Regions from separate parts of the Sus scrofa genome. Here region 2 is linked to region 1. Evidence: chromatin contacts called from public Hi-C data. All regions are on one chromosome and are shown on one strand. Each heading gives the region's core, a stretch centred on a gene start, on an enhancer-like site or on the middle of the called end of the contact. The rest is flanking DNA. Distances are from core to core; before and after follow the strand shown. Region 1 overlaps INPP4B (type II inositol 3,4-bisphosphate 4-phosphatase). Region 2 overlaps INPP4B (type II inositol 3,4-bisphosphate 4-phosphatase).

Region 1 (3,316 bases), core at 283-2,782:
TTCGAAAAATTCTTTCAATGCATTTTTAAAAACACCTTTAAAAATGCCTTAGCAAAAGTTAGAAAAGACTTCCTCTTTTGTTGTTGTTGCACCTGTGGCATGCAGAAATTCCTGGGCTAGGGATCAAATTTGAGTCACAGTAGTGACAATGCTGAATCTTTACCCACTAGGCTACCAGGGAACTCCTAAAATTTCCTTTCCTGAAACCAGTTTTATCAAGGAAAATACTAATGTATATGTTATACCCTTATCACTTTTAAGATTTTTAAAAATTGTTTTAGTGGGTGCAGTGAGCAGACTAACTCAACTAGTACATAGGCTAAAGCAATACTTTCTTTCATATCAAAGTTGTTATATTTGAGAATTATTGTTTTGCTTTCATAAGATTATCAGTAGGTTTTGTATTTTCTGTATCTCTGTTTAGAACTGTTCTTGAAAAAAGAGTTAACCGGAGTTCCCATTGTGGCTCAGTGGTTAGTGAATCTGACTAGGAACCATGAGTTTGCGGGTTTGATCCCTGGCCTCACTCAGTGGATTAAGGATCTGGCATTGCTGTGGCTCTGGCATAAGCAGGCAGTGCAGCTCCCATTAGACCCCTAGCCTGGGAATCTCCATATGCTGCAGGTGCGGCCCTAAAAAGACAAAAAGACAAAAAAAAAAAAAAAAAGAGTTAACCAAGATTTTCTCCACGACTGTGATTGTTATTCTTTAATTATGTTAGTAGGTGATGAGGCAAACATTTGAAATCATGCTGCCATTACTTGGCCCATGTAATTTCCTGGCGCAGAGCAGATGCAGTGAGTAAGTGTGTTAATAAATGGAAGGTGTATTATTAGCCAGATGTTCAGTTAAGGCACTCCTGGCATTGAAGTTGGTGTGGAAGCACACAGCTTGCTAGCTCTGGAACAGCCATCCCATGTTTCCAGTACTTAACCCTCCAGAATAAGGTCAAGGCTGGTATGTGACCAGGGCACCTGTCCTCAGCCTGTGACTTTCTTCATCATTTGCAAATAGTTCAATGACACAGATGTATGTGAAGTATTTTGAGTTCGAGATGCTGCCAGTTTCAAACAAACTGTTTTAGCTCCACATTAAGAAACTACCTCCCACTTCCATATGCACCAGCGCGTTTCTCCTCAACATGTTCATTTGCCTGTGCGTTGATGCGGATTAAATTATACAGAGGGTCAAGTTCCCTTTGGGCGGTTCCAGACATCTGAACAACTCAGCCTGACATTCAATGACCACTTTGCTGCTGCTACTGCCGCTACTGCTGCTGCTGCTGCTGCATCCCGGATCCTTCCAACCTCATTTCCATCTGATTTCTCAGCCAGGAGTGACTTCAGAGCCCATACAACCTGGTTGATCCCCATGCCTGTGTGATTGACTTATCCCTACTTTGATGACTTGGCATTTACTGTTACTTCTCCCCTCCATTACTTCCTTATTCTTCATTTCAGAGAGCAGGATGTAGCAGGGACATTTCTCAGGAGCCAGATGGCCTGCATTCAAATCCCAGATTGCTGATTTATTATTAGCTTTTTGCCACCTGACCTTATGCAGGCTACTTCACCCATGGGATCTCATACTGCTGTCTTCTACAAAACTGTTAAAGAAATAGACTTAAATAATTAAGTGAGTTAGTAGTAACTTAGGATATTAACATTAACTTAAAATAGATACTGGCATATAGTTGGTGCTTAATTAACTATTAATTTCATTAAGGAAGTCTCAAACTTCACTTCCATAAAATTTAGTTTCAGCACACTTAGCATTCTTCATACAATGATTATTAACCTCATTGATCTGTATTTGCAGCTCTGCCTGTCCACCCTGCCAGTGCTTTTATATTTGACAGTCTACACAACTTGGTATACTATTGTCCACTTCAATAAAGTAAGAGAATAATACTTACCACAGGGTTATTCTGAAGGCAAAATTGGAGAACGAGGGTTATGACAAGATTGGTCATAACTATAATTTCATCCTGCTTTTGTTATGTATAAGAAATGGAACTAGGAGGCTTACTTACCTTGAGTGATCACATAACACTGTACATGTGTTTGGCGGGTGATGGCTGAGGAGGTGATGAATTCACCTTTAGAATTATTGAGGATGGCGAGATGGCAAAACGAAATCAAACAGGAATGGAAATATGGAACTGAGTTCAAAAGAGAAGTTACTACCTGAGATGGAGTTTGGAAAGTTATGGAATTTGCCTGAAGCTTTCTAAGAGGATGAACAACTCGTCTGAGGGAGTACAGACAGGGAAGGTTGTTCATGAAAGAATGCCACCCCGCATACACTCACCACACACACACACATACACACACACACTCACTGATGAGAGGAGTGAAGCTCATGATCATGTGCTTCTCCAGTTTTTGTAAAGATAAGGTGTATAATAATGTTTTCTTGGAGTTAATGCATTAAAATCCCACAGTTGAAAATAGCCTCAGACATAAAATTATTATGTCTGAAAATACTAGGACAGATAAAATTACTCTTGTTCCAACTTATTTTTTTAGGGCTGCACCTGCAGCATGTGGAAGTTCCTAAGCTAGGGATCCAATAGGAGCTACAGCTGCCAGCCTACACCACAGGCACAACAGTGCCAGATGCCACAGACTGGAGCTGTATCTGGGACCTACACCGCAGCTTGCAGCAACACCAGATCCCCAACCCACTGAGCAAGGCCAGGGATCGAACCCGCATCCTCAAGGATGCTAGTTGGGTTCTTAACCTGCTGAGCCACAACGGGAACTCCCTCTCTTGTCCCAACTTTTGAACTGATATAAATATCGCTAACAATGACAATTAATCATTTGATTAGAATGTTACTGTCTATTTTTCCTGAAAGAAGTTGGATGTTTGATCCAATTGGTGATACGGTAGCTGGGCGTAGATCAGATATTGATAGATCTTTGTACAGGATGTGTGAAGGGCTTGGAGATCATGATCGTGGAGCTCGTTTTTACTGCATTGGCAATAAACAACTCATTTTCCATTCTTAGGCTATGCTTAGCTTTTGAGGCTTGTTCTTACTAACTCGTTAAAATTATTAAAAACGTGGTAGATTGGTATTCTGTGTAAACTCTCACAAAACTTGTGGTAGACATCTCATTTTCTTCAGGAAGCTGGGAAACACATTCATTCTATGTGGTACTGGCAAATTATGGATAATAATAGAAACTATTTATTGACTGCTTATTTGATGCCGGGCACTGTTCTAAACACAGTGCGGAGCATTAGGGCCTGCTCTTATCTCTGTTTCAGTTTTGTCCTTCATACTGTGGAATAAACACCCAGTGAGCAA
Region 2 (3,316 bases), core at 460-2,959, 290 kb after region 1:
AAAGTATGAATTAGAACATTCATGCAGAATAAGGTAAATATAGGGTAAGGAGGAGTGGGGTAAGAATTTGAATTACGTTGGTGTTGGTGATACATAAAAGAAACTCTTTTTAAGTTTTGGTTTTCTGTTTGTTTAGCCAAAAAACCAAAAAAAAAAAAAAAAAAAAAAAAAAACCAAACCAAAAACAACCCAAACAAACCCCAAAACAAAACAACACTTGGAAGAATGGTCACCAAGAAGGATGATGGTGAATACCATTCATTATGTGCTCTGATTTATCTTCCCATTATCTTAGAGAAATGGCAGTTTGAGACAGAGACACCACCAGTTATTAAACACAGAATGTGACAACAATGTTCCCACTTTTATTATTTTGCTTAAATACAGCAAGGGCATACTTTATGTTCTGGACATGGCATATTCCTAAACACTTAGAGAAAAGCTAAGAGAGTAACTTCTTTGCAGCAGTGGAAAGCAATTTACAACTAAATTCTGCAGCTTCACGTCTCTTGATAATTTTTGTTCTATGGTTTCTTGTATCTAAGAGCATGAGAAATATCTTTGGTTACGGTAATAATCAAAGTCTGTGTCCTACAGCATGATTATTTGAGAATGCATTGAGTATCTTAAAAAAAGAACAACTTTTATTTCTGACTTACTTTGAAGAGAATAAACAGATATTCTGGTCAGATAATGATGATGGCTTTTTTGTTGTAACTTCTTTGACAATATTGGTTTCAGGAATACCTGGAATTATTGGAGCATAAAGCTCTTGGTTTGTCCATTTTAAAATTATAGCTGAAAAATAAAGAAGCATATGTGATTCTTTGATTCCTTAGTGGAGGGGGTAGGGGGATCTGGACAATTCTCGATATTACATTCGAGATAGAGTGATTACTATATTTCCTCTTTTCCTCACACAATTTTCCACTTCAAAGACTGTTTTTGTGGGCTGTATAATAAATCTTTATAAAATATTTGTGGGCTGTATAATAAATCTTTATAAAATATTTTATTTTTATAAATTATTGATGTTGAAAAAAACGCTCATGTTTTATATTTCCCCTGAAATATAATATCTGTATGCCTTTGCAAAAAGGTGGAAAAGACAATCCATGAGATTCTCCTTGTGACCAAATGACTCTGTTTTTAAGTGATTTGCTAAGAGAGCAGTTTAACTTTCATTCTCTTAGAGGACCATTTAGTGCTAAGCTACTGGAAGAAAGTAGATCTTTCTTCCTAAGAACCTAATGTACAAAGCAAGTTCAACAGGCAGTATGAAAAATAGCATCCCTTTTATGCCAACTTTCCTTTCTTTCCCCTCATTTGGAAAGTGACTCACAAATGTTTCTTTTGTCACTGTATATCAGATGCTTTTATTCTCTGAGGGGAAATCAAAAGAGATTTGTGGAGAAAGGGCTATCTTCTGTGATGTCAGCATTTCTATCCAAATTGAGATATATTGCTGATAATTGACCCGAGTTTATTTTAACTCAGATTATAAATAAAGGGCTATCCCCCATAACGATCTTGGCGACCAGACCGTATATGCAGTAATAGCTAATAAAGAGCCAAATATGGCGGAAATTTGGAACAGGAACAAAAAACCCAAAGGAGTGTAAAAACATGAGGAAAATAACATCTGCTCTGTGTTCCTCATTGGTGCTGGCAAGGCTGAGCTGTAAACATTAGCTTCCCAAGAGCCTGCACTGGGCTGGCTGTGAAGTGCATGAAATCACTCTGCCCTCCTGCAGAACAGCTCTTGGGAACAGGCACTCAGTGAAGTTGACACGGGGAATTCTGAAGACAGATAAGGCGCTGCTCTGCTAACCTTCTATAGCGATAGAAGGGAGAACTCTTCCTTCAAATTGTTCACTGGGGATATTTTAGATGCTCATTGCCCAGTTCTAGTCTGCCACCCTGGAGCTATGGTACTTGAAATGAGTGGGTCGCCAAACCCCTGTTGAGAAAGAGGTTCTTGTATTTCCTGATATCCCAGACTTGCACTTGTCAATTTTAAGGATGAAGCCACGAGAATAGAGGGAAGGCTTCCCAGTGCTGAGGATTTCAGGTATCTCCTTAATCATCTGCGTTAAAATAGAATTAGAAGGCAAGGCAAGTGGCTGGTCCTGGGGCTCCAGGGTAACCTGATGTGGGTCCACAAATGATGGGGTGAATGATTCTTCCTCTGAGATAAAATATTCCAAAAATAAAAGATTCTCCTTAGACAAGAGCAAACACTGAAGTGACAGGATGGTGAATGCCTTAAATTTATTAAAATGCCAAAAGTCAACCCATTTCCCTATCAAGATGATTAATGACAGAGCAATTAACTTAGGGGCTGATGGAAACAAAGGCTCCTCCTCAGTGACCTCTTTACAACAGCAGGGTTGCAACAGGGCGAGACTCTTTCTAATGTCCCCTCTTCAGACCAAATGCCCTTGTCCCCTGACACCCCTTTATCATAGCAAAGACTTCAGGATGGAGGAACATTTTCCACAAGATGGAGCCTATAGTTTATCTTTATTACGGATGTACATTTTTTCAAAATGTGTGAATATGTGTGCAGCCGCATAATGAAGCTACGATTTGGTTTATACTCATACAGCAGAGTTTACGGATTATTGTGTTTAGATGTTGTCATGCTTTTGACAATTACATTTCCCCAATTCCTCCTCCCTTCCCCTCAGGGTATCAGGGAATTGTTGTGACCTAGGATGGAAAGACTTAATGTTCAGGTGGGAATAAAACAACCTTTGCTACTCTTTGTAGAGGACTGTCCCCCCCTTTCTGAACTGCCTCTGCTCTTAGACATGTACCCAAGACTAGAAGAAAATCTCCACCTAGTACATGCTCTCCTCCTCATCTCATAAATGCTTTCATATTTCATCTTCAGTCGTTTATATTATGATATCAGAGAGGTCTCAGGAGAAAAGATCACATAAAAATGATCTGCCCACCTGTTTTAATGAATGGCTTATTTTTAATGTTTGTATTGAATTTTAATATTTTTCCTTTGGAGTTTTCCAATTTAGAAATTAAATGGAGATAATAGCATCATTGCTAATTCAACTAAGGATGAATAAATTAATTTCATTGTGTGATTTTTGACCCCTGAGGTTGGTGCTCAACCAGTATTGATTTAGCTTCGTCCAATCTTCATTTTGTGTATCAGCCAGGATGCAATACTTCGAGGGCTTCATAATAATAAGGGCTGTTCTTTTCCCTCAGACCACTGGCCAAATAATAATCAGGTAATTGGAAAGTATTTAGCACTTTCATTTGAAAAACTAACGCATCCTAGTCCTGGCTCTTT

What was found. A called contact is a pair of places that touch in the nucleus more often than the background predicts.
Region 2: a Hi-C map of skeletal muscle shows a contact between it and region 1, with 4 times the contacts expected there. The contact joins two enhancer-like sites. A contact is called at or near these places in 1 of 5 promoter capture datasets (liver), 8 of 47 Hi-C or Micro-C datasets (alveolar macrophages, embryonic fibroblasts, heart right ventricle and 4 more) and 1 of 2 datasets of contacts at active chromatin or transcription factors (skeletal muscle).

Annotation. Positions count from the first base shown.
Region 1 is chr8:84,947,234-84,950,549 of Sscrofa11.1, forward strand. All of the region lies in intron 2 of INPP4B (type II inositol 3,4-bisphosphate 4-phosphatase), which reads left to right. Among named protein-coding and RNA genes, the nearest start is that of INPP4B, 140 kb to the left of the region's middle. Within about 2 kb of position 1,533, at least 1 of the 83 cell types and tissues checked has an H3K27ac peak or open chromatin away from gene starts, as enhancers often do. A contact at or near this core is called in skeletal muscle, where this site is marked.
Region 2 is chr8:85,238,697-85,242,012 of Sscrofa11.1, forward strand. All of the region lies in intron 7 of INPP4B (type II inositol 3,4-bisphosphate 4-phosphatase), which reads left to right. Among named protein-coding and RNA genes, the nearest start is that of INPP4B, 430 kb to the left of the region's middle. Within about 2 kb of position 1,710, at least 15 of the 83 cell types and tissues checked have an H3K27ac peak or open chromatin away from gene starts, as enhancers often do. A contact at or near this core is called in skeletal muscle, where this site is marked.